Regions from separate parts of the Mus musculus genome. Here region 1 is linked to region 2. A link is a contact called in public promoter capture Hi-C data. All regions are on one chromosome and are shown on one strand. Each heading gives the region's core, a stretch centred on a gene start, on an enhancer-like site or on the middle of the called end of the contact. The rest is flanking DNA. Distances are from core to core; before and after follow the strand shown. Region 1 holds the start of Alb (albumin). Region 2 overlaps Gm35999 (a long non-coding RNA gene).

Region 1 (6,086 bases), core at 877-3,376, 36 kb after region 2:
TTTTCTCTTTATTCAGAAACTAAACCTTTAGTTTAACTTTTGCATTTATGCTCCTGCCAAACTCTTTTGATGACTGACTAACCATCGAGTTTAAAAGCTTGAAAAACAGGATGTCTAGAAGTAACTAATAATTATGTGGCTTCATTCCTCTCAGTATAGAGTCTACATATAGGACGAGTGCCAGGAGTTTCAGAAGGAAGAGTATAAATTCTTACTCACCAGATGCAACTGCTCAAGTGTTTCTCTTCAGTTGAAATGATCTGTGAGCACGGAGACTGTGTCAAGAATTAAGCACTTTAATTCTCGGCTGCTAAAGATTAATTAGAACATGCCCGAGTAAGGCATTGAGTTAGTACTGCTAAGGAGAGGCTCAGTTGTTATTAATTTATGTCTTAAAAGTATTGGAGCTTCATCAGTCACTAAACCAGCTCAAGCGCCTACTTCATTCTGATGCTTTTCTCTCCAGGCTTTGGCTGCATAGATGATTTTTTTTTTTTTTTTTACTTAATTGTCAAACAAAAGTATATATAGTATACATAGTACATGTGAGAGTGCTAAAAGCCTGAGTTAATAACACAATATTATACTTAAACACAATATTACATATAACTATATAGTACTTGTGAGTTAATAATACAAATACATTCAATGACTTAAGCATTACATACTTGTTTATGTTTATCAAGACCCACACCAGGACAGGACTAGGCATGACTACTGTCTTCAAATAAATAGTGACTACTCTTTCTAGGAAGTTTAAAGAGGAATTGATCCAAGAAAGAATTATCTCTTCTGTTTAGTTTCTTTTTTTCTTTTCCAGGATGGGGTTTTGGCTTAATTCTGCCACCCACCCTCACCCTCAGTAGAAGTTATTCCATGGGCAGACTTTATCTATCTATCTATCTATCTATCTATCTATCTATCTATCTATCTATCTATCTATCTATCTACCTACCTACCTCCCTATCCATCTATCATCTATCTATCTATCTATCTATCTATCTATCTATCTATCTATCTATCTATCATCTATCTATCTATCTATCATTCTGTTCATCTGTGTAGAGGCTAGTCTGTTATTCCATTTCAGGACTCTTTTGAGTGATAAAACAAGCAAGGAAACACTTTTCCCTTCTCCTTCATTTTGCCTTGACTCCTGTGGTTGATTACAGAATTTGTACACCTTTCTGAAGATGAGGACACAAGATGAGGTCATAAGACATAGATTTCTTTCATTGTATAACCAGATATAAAGAAGAATGCTTCTCCTCCTCCTCCTCTTCCTCCTCCTCCTCTCTTCCTCCTTTTCCTTCTTCTCCTCCTTCCTCTTCTCCTTCTTGTCACTGAATAGTCCCTGTATATTTAGGAACCATGGGGTTGATTTGGATGTAGTCTTGACTGACTCATAAGTGAGATAACTGGTCTGCTACTAATTATTATCCTGTGGTGTTAGAGGAAGTATGTTACGATGGCAAAGACCATCATCACTGTCATTGGAGTGCCTGTTCTAGTGTCTCCTCTAAAGCACCCCGAGAAAGAGGTTCATGTTAGATGAAAACATTCTACTCCAGACCCGTTTCACACATAGCCTGAGCATGGGGTGGGGACACAAGACTTCTGAAAGTCCTCTGCACTTGTTTTTTATTGCTCTGGCTTCTTCTCAGTTCACATTTGAGACACTGTGTGCTTTATGGAAGATTCTAACTTTAAAAAGATGAGAAAGACTTGGAAGCCCTATAATGAGACCCACCCCTCCCTCATACACATTCTTCATTACCTGTACATAAAAGCATATTTGGGATGAACAACCTATGCAATTCAGTTCTTAGCTTTTAAATGTGGCATGCTTCCATGCCAAGGCCCACACTGAAATGCTCAAATGGGAGACAAAGAGATTAAGCTCTTATGTAAAATTTGCTGTTTTACATAACTTTAATGAATGGACAAAGTCTTGTGCATGGGGGTGGGGGTGGGGTTAGAGGGGAACAGCTCCAGATGGCAAACATACGCAAGGGATTTAGTCAAACAACTTTTTGGCAAAGATGGTATGATTTTGTAATGGGGTAGGAACCAATGAAATGCGAGGTAAGTATGGTTAATGATCTACAGTTATTGGTTAAAGAAGTATATTAGAGCGAGTCTTTCTGCACACAGATCACCTTTCCTATCAACCCCACTAGCCTCTGGCAAAATGAAGTGGGTAACCTTTCTCCTCCTCCTCTTCGTCTCCGGCTCTGCTTTTTCCAGGGGTGTGTTTCGCCGAGAAGCACGTAAGAGTTTTATGTTTTTTCATCTCTGCTTGTATTTTTCTAGTAATGGAAGCCTGGTATTTTAAAATAGTTAAATTTTCCTTTAGTGCTGATTTCTAGATTATTATTACTGTTGTTGTTGTTATTATTGTCATTATTTGCATCTGAGAACCCTTAGGTGGTTATATTATTGATATATTTTTGGTATCTTTGATGACAATAATGGGGGATTTTGAAAGCTTAGCTTTAAATTTCTTTTAATTAAAAAAAAATGCTAGGCAGAATGACTCAAATTACGTTGGATACAGTTGAATTTATTACGGTCTCATAGGGCCTGCCTGCTCGACCATGCTATACTAAAAATTAAAAGTGTGTGTTACTAATTTTATAAATGGAGTTTCCATTTATATTTACCTTTATTTCTTATTTACCATTGTCTTAGTAGATATTTACAAACATGACAGAAACACTAAATCTTGAGTTTGAATGCACAGATATAAACACTTAACGGGTTTTAAAAATAATAATGTTGGTGAAAAAATATAACTTTGAGTGTAGCAGAGAGGAACCATTGCCACCTTCAGATTTTCCTGTAACGATCGGGAACTGGCATCTTCAGGGAGTAGCTTAGGTCAGTGAAGAGAAGAACAAAAAGCAGCATATTACAGTTAGTTGTCTTCATCAATCTTTAAATATGTTGTGTGGTTTTTCTCTCCCTGTTTCCACAGACAAGAGTGAGATCGCCCATCGGTATAATGATTTGGGAGAACAACATTTCAAAGGCCTGTAAGTTATAATGCTGAAAGCCCACTTAATATTTCTGGTAGTATTAGTTAAAGTTTTAAAACACCTTTTTCCACCTTGAGTGTGAGAATTGTAGAGCAGTGCTGTCCAGTAGAAATGTGTGCATTGACAGAAAGACTGTGGATCTGTGCTGAGCAATGTGGCAGCCAGAGATCACAAGGCTATCAAGCACTTTGCACATGGCAAGTGTAACTGAGAAGCACACATTCAAATAATAGTTAATTTTAATTGAATGTATCTAGCCATGTGTGGCTAGTAGCTCCTTTCCTGGAGAGAGAATCTGGAGCCCACATCTAACTTGTTAAGTCTGGAATCTTATTTTTTATTTCTGGAAAGGTCTATGAACTATAGTTTTGGGGGCAGCTCACTTACTAACTTTTAATGCAATAAGATCTCATGGTATCTTGAGAACATTATTTTGTCTCTTTGTAGTACTGAAACCTTATACATGTGAAGTAAGGGGTCTATACTTAAGTCACATCTCCAACCTTAGTAATGTTTTAATGTAGTAAAAAAATGAGTAATTAATTTATTTTTAGAAGGTCAATAGTATCATGTATTCCAAATAACAGAGGTATATGGTTAGAAAAGAAACAATTCAAAGGACTTATATAATATCTAGCCTTGACAATGAATAAATTTAGAGAGTAGTTTGCCTGTTTGCCTCATGTTCATAAATCTATTGACACATATGTGCATCTGCACTTCAGCATGGTAGAAGTCCATATTCCTTTGCTTGGAAAGGCAGGTGTTCCCATTACGCCTCAGAGAATAGCTGACGGGAAGAGGCTTTCTAGATAGTTGTATGAAAGATATACAAAATCTCGCAGGTATACACAGGCATGATTTGCTGGTTGGGAGAGCCACTTGCCTCATACTGAGGTTTTTGTGTCTGCTTTTCAGAGTCCTGATTGCCTTTTCCCAGTATCTCCAGAAATGCTCATACGATGAGCATGCCAAATTAGTGCAGGAAGTAACAGACTTTGCAAAGACGTGTGTTGCCGATGAGTCTGCCGCCAACTGTGACAAATCCCTTGTGAGTACCTTCTGATTTTGTGGATCTACTTTCCTGCTTTCTGGAACTCTGTTTCAAAGCCAATCATGACTCCATCACTTAAGGCCCCGGGAACACTGTGGCAGAGGGCAGCAGAGAGATTGATAAAGCCAGGGTGATGGGAATTTTCTGTGGGACTCCATTTCATAGTAATTGCAGAAGCTACAATACACTCAAAAAGTCTCACCACATGACTGCCCAAATGGGAGCTTGACAGTGACAGTGACAGTAGATATGCCAAAGTGGATGAGGGAAAGACCACAAGAGCTAAACCCTGTAAAAAGAACTGTAGGCAACTAAGGAATGCAGAGAGAAGAAGTTGCCTTGGAAGAGCATACCAACTGCCTCTCCAATACCAATGGTCATCCCTAAAACATACGTATGAATAACATGCAGACTAAGCAGGCTACATTTAGGAATATACATGTATTTACATAAATGTATATGCATGTAACAACAATGAATGAAAACTGAGGTCATGGATCTGAAAGAGAGCAAGGGGGCTTACATGAGAGGGTTTGGAGGGAGGGGTTGGAGGGAGGGAGGTATTATTCTTTAGTTTTACAGGGAACGTAGTAAAAACATAGGCTTCTCCCAAAGGAGCAGAGCCCATGAGGAGCTGTGCAAGGTTCCCCAGCTTGATTTTACCTGCTCCTCAAATTCCCTTGATTTGTTTTTATTATAATGACTTTACTCCTAGCTTTTAGTGTCAGATAGAAAACATGGAAGGTGACATTCCTCAAGGCCATTAGCTCTTTGCTTCTCTGTGTTATCCATCATACACAATATTGTGGCACTTGACTATCATGAAAATTACACAGAAATTGACAAGTCCAAGGAAAGTAAGTGGTAGGGGGTTTCTACATGATCTTCGTTTGCCTCGCAGTTTAAAAACGTAACTTACTTCATTAACAATTTTTTTATACTTAAATTTATTTTAAGTGGTATGTAGAACCAAAAAAATAATATATAGCTCAAGGTGTTATCAATATACATATCATCTATGCACATACATACAAGGTACATGTTTTCTTCACCAATTTTTATCAGCACATTTGGTTTTGATGCTGCTCTTTGGCTATGAAGAAAGTTGGGGTACCGGCAGGAATTTGACTTTTCTCTCTTCCTCTTAGCACACTCTTTTTGGAGATAAGTTGTGTGCCATTCCAAACCTCCGTGAAAACTATGGTGAACTGGCTGACTGCTGTACAAAACAAGAGCCCGAAAGAAACGAATGTTTCCTGCAACACAAAGATGACAACCCCAGCCTGCCACCATTTGAAAGGCCAGAGGCTGAGGCCATGTGCACCTCCTTTAAGGAAAACCCAACCACCTTTATGGGACAGTGAGTACCCAGACATCTACACTTTATGCTAAAAACTGGGCAATAGCTCCGTTAGTAACACTTATGCTGATAGTCATGAAAACCCCAAGCATCCAACACCAAGTCTGGGAATGTGTTGAGATGGTGTTTAAAAACATAATACTTGATACCACAGACTATACAATGACAGTAAAAAGATCAATGATGTTTTGATATTGAAAACAGGACCTGTGTGAAATATCTGAGACTGAGAAGTTGCAAAATATTCTGAAGGCATTTGTGTGCATGTGCGTGTATATGTGTGTGAGTATGAGTATGTGTGTGGTGTTCATGTTCTCTGGATCAATTTCATTTTAGTCATCAACATTACATCACCAAAATTTACTTACCAAAAATGTACACATGATGTGTGAACATTTACAAACACACACGCGCACACACACACACACACACACACACACACACACACACACACACACACACACATATCTACATATCTCTCTTTGCTCACTTAACAACAGACAAAGTCCATCACTCATGGGTGACCACACTGAGTGAAACCGGTCAATTACAAATCCCATGTGTATCCAAGGGTGTGGGTTGATTCTAATCATTTCTGTAGTATTGTTCTGTGGGGAATAACTGCCTGTTTTCT
Region 2 (6,157 bases), core at 2,515-5,014:
GGGTGGCAAGCTCCTTTTCCCACGAAACTATCTACTTGGCCCTATTCACACTTATAGATGCTGGATGGGACCCAGCTTTGACAGAATGTCAATGTTACTTAGCTCATGACTGGATATACTTAAGAAAAGATCACACACACACACACACACACACACACACACACACACACACTCCTATAATTCAGCTACTTGGGAAGCTAAGGCATGAGGAGGCCAATCTGGGGAACCTTGTGAGCACTTATTCGTTTGTTTATAGGATAAACATAGACATGCTCCAATGGGAGATGATTAGGGGACAGGGAGGATACCACGTGAGAAGAAAGGCTGAGTAATCTATCTGCAGGTACAGAAACATTCAGTGTCACCAGTGGCTACAAGCCAATGGAACGTATTTTTCCTGAACACCTCCAGAGACAGAATGGCCATACTGCCACATTGACTTTAGAGTCTGACTTTCCCAAACGGAAAGAATAGATGTCAATGTTATATTATCCAGTTATCAGTGTTCTTCTGTTTCACACCTAGCAAACGAACACAGTGCATAGAAACAAAAATGCAATCAGTAAATGCATTTTTATAGCATTTATCACTTAAGATATCATCATCAAGGGGAGGAATCTGTACCTATGAAGACAGAGATGAAAAACAGATGAATAACTGAAGGATTAAGGGAAGTTAAGACACCAGTTAGTTCTTCATATACTCCTTCCTCTCTACACTCCAAAGTTAACTACCCTTCCCTCACTTCTGCAGGAGACTGCAGATTTATTTAGTAGCTATTGAATCAGGAACTCTGGATCCAAGAGGAAGCAAGGATGACATAGCATATTAGAAATTAGGAAAGTAAGTAAAAGTATTTAAATTTATTATTTATGTATTTATGTATGTATTTATTTATTATTTGAGACTGATAGTACTGGTAGCCCAAGCTATCCTGAAACTCACTATGAAGATCAGGCCAGCTTCAAAACCAAAATCTGTTTGCTTTTGCTTCCTAGGTGCTTAGACTACAGTTACAGGCCTCCATGTCCAGTGCAGATACAATTACTTTGAAGTTTCATACCCAATTGGGACAACAGAATATTAGAACTAGCCTTTTAAACAGATTTATACAAAGTCAGAGTTGCTGTGTTCTGAATTTTAGAAAGGTGCAAATACAAAAGGTTAATTTTCCTAAGTATTGGTATTTCTAGGAACTTCAGATGTCTACACAAAGAAGAATTTCCTAGTTCTGAATAAAAATAAACTATTCTGACCATAGAAATTAATTTATTTAGTATATCTCTAATTTTCTATTTGGGCACATCACATTATATTAACTATGTACACATTTTAGAGTTACTGATATGTGTAAATTGAATATGTCTATATATGTGTGTATATGTATGTGTGTATATGTATGTGTGTGTGTATGTGTGTATAGGTATGTGTGTGTGTGTGGATGTGTGTATATGTATGTGTGTATATATGTACATATGTATGTGTATATGTGTGTGTGTATGTGTGTATATGCACATATATAAGGCACCCATAGAGCTCAGGCTGTGAATATTTAAAAGAAATAAAATATTTGCTAATGTTTGTGGGTACCCTGAGGTTCCATTGATATAACTTGAGAAATGCTGTTCCAGATCCAGTGATTTAGGGGGGATGAAGTAGGCCCTAGAGAGCCACAGCATCTTAGAGGAATTGTTCAATGGAATGCATAAGCATAAAGCTCACTGGGTAGTATATAACTTTGGTAAAATGATTATTTCTGCAAACAATATATTTCCATTTTGTTTCTCTTGTTCTGCTAATGTTTTGTTGACCATCATCCTTCAGTCCCTGTAATAAAGAGAAATGTCATTCAAAAAGATTGAAGCTTAATGCTGGATTTCAAAGGTTCAAAGATGGGAACAATTCCCTGGGGTGGTGAAGAGGCTTCTCATTGCAGCCATTCCATATAACTAGTGTTACTCAAGATTGGTTAGAGAGTGGACCAAATCCAGCGGCAGAATGCTTCAGAAGACCTGGTTGCAAAGTCTTATGCAATAATTTTTTTTTTTAAAGATTTTATGAATGAAGCATCCCTACCATTCCTAGAAGTCACTGTCTCACGGCAGGCATCCTGGTCCTCTGGCTCTTATATCTTTTCTGTCCCCATTCTCTAGGATGTTTCCTGAGCTGTAGGTGTGAGAGTCACACTGAAGTTAGGCTGGGCACTCCATAGTCTGCACTCTCTGCATTTTGACTAGATGTGCATCTCTTACACACATTATGGAAAAGCCTCAGTCCATAGATGGAGCAGCCTTCATCTGCTGTACGTCGAAGCTTCTTTAATAATGGCAAGAGCTACACTTCTCTGTGGGTATAAGGATAAGTGTTTAGAATTCACTTCGAAAGTACATTAATTTAGTAAAATGGTGGTAGAGTGGTCTCCTCTCATGTCTATTGAGGTCATATGACACATAAGGCATTTTTCTCCATATATAGAGAAGTATTTTCTTGAGTTGGCACACTCTGGAGAGCATTTAGGCAAGTGGAAGTTCATTTTTAAATTGATTGGATCATTCACAGTGTGGGATTCTGTTGAAGAATGTGCTTTACTAAGCGTGTTCTGCTACTCTGCCGACATCCTGAGGAACATGGGAGGCTAGGACGGTTTCCTCCAGGTAATGATGTCATGTGTTTGGAGCATATTCGTCAGAGTAACTTTGGAATGGCAAATACTTCTGATTATTTTCCCCCTTACATTCCCTGCCTGAGAAGCAAGAGATTTCCAAATCCCATTGGAGAGAAAAGCTAGAAGAAAGTAATGATCTAAGAAATTCTCCCCAGGAAAGGAGAGTCATACCAGAGATGAGCAATCAGTAACCCTTGTGCCAGTGATAAATGCCAGAGGTCTTTTTGAAATGAGAGAAACATGGAAAGTGTATGGGAAACGATATGGACAAGGTTGACAAGAATGGACAAAAAGCAGAAAGAAGGGTGCCTTCCTTGCTGCTCTCCTGGGGTGGTATTGGCAAGTTTTAATTTGGTGTTAAGTGACCTCTAACCTCTAAGTGGTTAGTATTTTTGTGGCCAGAGTCAACAAATTTTCGAGAACTGGTGAGGTTCGTAGAAGAACACAGAATAGATAAACATGCGTGGGTGGGTTCTCCAGGATAAGACATGTTGTGAATGTTCTAGATGAATTTTCCATGTGACATTGGACTTTCTGATAAACTCTTGCCAAAGGGACTGTTACCTTCTAACATGGTTTGGGCCATTGTGCCCGAGATCTGCTCAGAACACCATGTTCTTATCTCAAGGCAGCATCATCATGATGACTTAACGCTGTGCAGAGTGATGGCAGTGGCCAGGACTTCACTTCTGATTTGGGGCTAACACAAAGTATGGTTAGGATTTAACTTACCAAACTTGCCAAATACAGAAGGGCCTATTCTTTCACTTGAGACTATTTTTAGTCTTTATTTTAATGTGATTGCATATTCCTCAGGATCCTATCCTATCACAGGCTATCTGATCTAGGAGTGTGAATGATCCTTTGAGGACACTTGAATTCCTGTGTAGCTGCCCATGCCGTAGTGCCTTCTGCACTTAAGCCCAGGGTGAAGCTTTGCAGGGACCACATTTGGATGTTGTCACATTTCATAACAAGTGAGTCAAATCCACCAAAGTTCTAAAACTCTTCCTTCACTCCCATCTGCTGGCCCATGAGCTTACTGTACACACCTCTTACTTGTTTGTTTAGGATGTGACTGAACTGTTAAGATTCAGTTTCGGGACTGGGGAGATGGTCAGCAAATACTTGCTTTTCGCAAACACAAGGATCTGACTTTGACCCCCTAGAACTCATGTCAAAAAACAAAAAACAAACAAACAAAAAAAACCCGGTGTGGTGGCTCACAGTTGTTGTCCCAGAACTGGGGAGACAGAGCTGCTGGCTAGCCTACCTACTTGGCAAGCTCCAGGCTAGTGAGAGACTCTCTCAAAAGAAAAGATGAAGAGGTGTATGCTACCAGAGGGATGGGACTCAAGGTTGTCTCCTGGCTTCCACATGAGCTCTCTCTGTCTCTATGTTGCACTGTCTTCCTCTATTTCTTTTTCTCTCACATGTACCTGTACATACAAGCAAACATGCATATAACATGCCTCCCCCCTACACAGAGAGACAGAAGATTCAATGCTATAGCGTGGATGAACATGAGGGAATGATAGATTTAGAGGGTACATGGGCTAGATGAAGGTAAAGGACTAAGATGGTGAGACATTGCTAGTTTAAGAGCTTCCTAAATACCGTGTAATTATGGTCCTTTCTGCTCTACAGAGGGTCTCGCCATTTTGGCCCAGATGGGTACTTTTTGGGACCATTTTCAAGAGTTTCTAGTGAGAGGCAGTGACAACGGCTTTTGGCTTTCCCTTCAGTCTATCCGAATCCCTACCTCTTGATTTCCCTTTAGTGACTGCTAGGTCTGAGTGCACTCATCCTATCCTCATTCCTCATGACTTCCTCTCCTTCTCCTCAAAATGCTTTCCATTTCATTCTCAAAAAGAATGTAGTGTCTCTTATTTATAGTCAGAATCTCACATCTAAGGTTTGGAAAAGAAGACAAACAAAAGACCAGTCCAGAGTGAGACCATTTTCCTTCTGCTTTTGCTAGGCATGTGAATGAAATGAAACAGTAGAGTCTTCCTGAGCCCAAACTGCCAAGATGATAATGCCACTTGGACACTCTATGATGATGGGTAGATATTAACATTTCTATCTTTTTGCATTTCTTCTATAAAAATTAAAATTTCCTTAATGCATTGAATAAAGAGATGATAAATGTGTGTCTATTTTCATGCCTATGTCTATTTATTTTGCCTCTTCCTTCCCCTTCCTGTCTTCAGTAAATTGGCTGGATCCTGGGACATCTGCTGCTGAAACCCACATCCCTGGTCTCTGTCCCTGCCTTTAGGGCGAGATCTTTGCAGATCATTCTATTGTCCTCACTGGTCTCCTGCTGTCTAGATCTTTACCTTCATCTAGCTCGAGGACAGTCTAAATCAATCATTACTCTTGTTTGCCAATGCATGGATGGTCTTTCTATGCCTAATCCTCTTTCTGCTGATTCTTCTTCTTCTCCTCTTCCTCCTTCTCCTCCCTCCTCTTCCTTCCTTCCTTTCTTCTTTCCTCTCTTTTTCATACTTTCTCTCTCTCTCTTTCTTTCTTCTTTTCCTCCCCTTCTCCCCCCTCCCCCATTCCTGCTTCTTTGTATATCTTCTTGCCCTAACAAAAGCTTGGCTCTCTTGGCCATGATGACTGCTTATTAAACACCAATTATGTAAACTTCCTTCTTTTGACGTTTTGTGTTTCTACTTTGTTGGCTTTTCACTGATTTAGAAAAGGTCTCATTTATCATCCTACATTGGGTGAACGATTCATATTTTGAGGACTTGTTTGGTTTTTTTTTTTTTTTGCCTACTTTCTTTTAAGAATTGAATACAGAGCCTAGTATATTATAAGAGTTTGAAATTTATTTGACAGGAAATGGTGTATTATTATTATTTATTTATTTACTTGAGAAAGGATCTCAGATGTAACCCTGATTGGCCTGAAACCTGCAGTGTAGACCATACTGTAGACCCTGGTCTTGGCCTTCTTGCAATTTCTCTGACATTATATATTTTTGAGTGGAAGAAGTATAACAAAGCAAAATGAGACAAAAAGCAAAAATACTACCGAGTTTACTTTGTGTTGGTCAACTGCTCCCAGGTATGGGGCCTTTCCTGAAGTGTGGTTAATATACCTAGTGAGTATAAATATATATAGTAACAAATATATATGGTATTCTGGAAAGAAATTTGGGGGTACTATTCAGAGTACTTGTCATTTGATGTATTTAATATGTTACTATGTGTGTGTATTTAATATGTTACTATAACAAAATGAAAGAGAGAAAAAGAGGGTGAGGGAAAAATGCACAAAGGGATTGAAATAATTGAAACTAAAATGGCTGACTTAAAGGAGCAAGGAAATCCTTGGTCAGGAGATAAAAAAGATTGTGCAGAGAGTTTGGAACACTTAATCCTACATGTGTTGTCTACAACTACGCTGTCTCCTAAAGGTTCAGAGAACTATGTGAAGAGGAAGGCAGGAAGATTGTCAGAGCCAGAGTGGGTGAAGGGG

The links. Promoter capture Hi-C pulls out the DNA fragments that hold promoters and counts their contacts.
Region 1: a contact with region 2 is called in a promoter capture Hi-C map of liver. The contact joins the promoter of Alb here to the enhancer-like site in region 2. A contact is called at or near these places in 2 of 39 promoter capture datasets (both in liver), 10 of 484 Hi-C or Micro-C datasets (brain, liver and nephron progenitors), 4 of 115 datasets of contacts at active chromatin or transcription factors (embryonic stem cells, fetal liver, hepatocytes and 1 more) and 3 of 9 other capture datasets (adipose tissue, liver and pancreatic islet).

The regions. Positions count from the first base shown.
Region 1 is chr5:90,458,744-90,464,829 of GRCm38.p6, forward strand. Alb (albumin) reads left to right here and starts at 2,127. Exons shown (of 15, transcript NM_009654.4): 1 at 2,127-2,270; 2 at 2,978-3,035; 3 at 3,957-4,089; 4 at 5,241-5,452. The coding sequence starts at 2,192. RefSeq lists a promoter at 1,952-2,179 and enhancers at 2,015-2,034, 2,044-2,069, 2,063-2,086, 2,089-2,113, 2,107-2,126.
Region 2 is chr5:90,421,582-90,427,738 of GRCm38.p6, forward strand. It overlaps Gm35999 (a long non-coding RNA gene), which reads left to right. Exons shown (of 3, transcript XR_389325.2): 2 at 4,647-4,731. Among named protein-coding and RNA genes, the nearest start is that of Gm35999, 10 kb to the left of the region's middle. Within about 2 kb of position 3,765, at least 4 of the 459 cell types and tissues checked have an H3K27ac peak or open chromatin away from gene starts, as enhancers often do. A contact at or near this core is called in hepatocytes and liver, where this site is marked.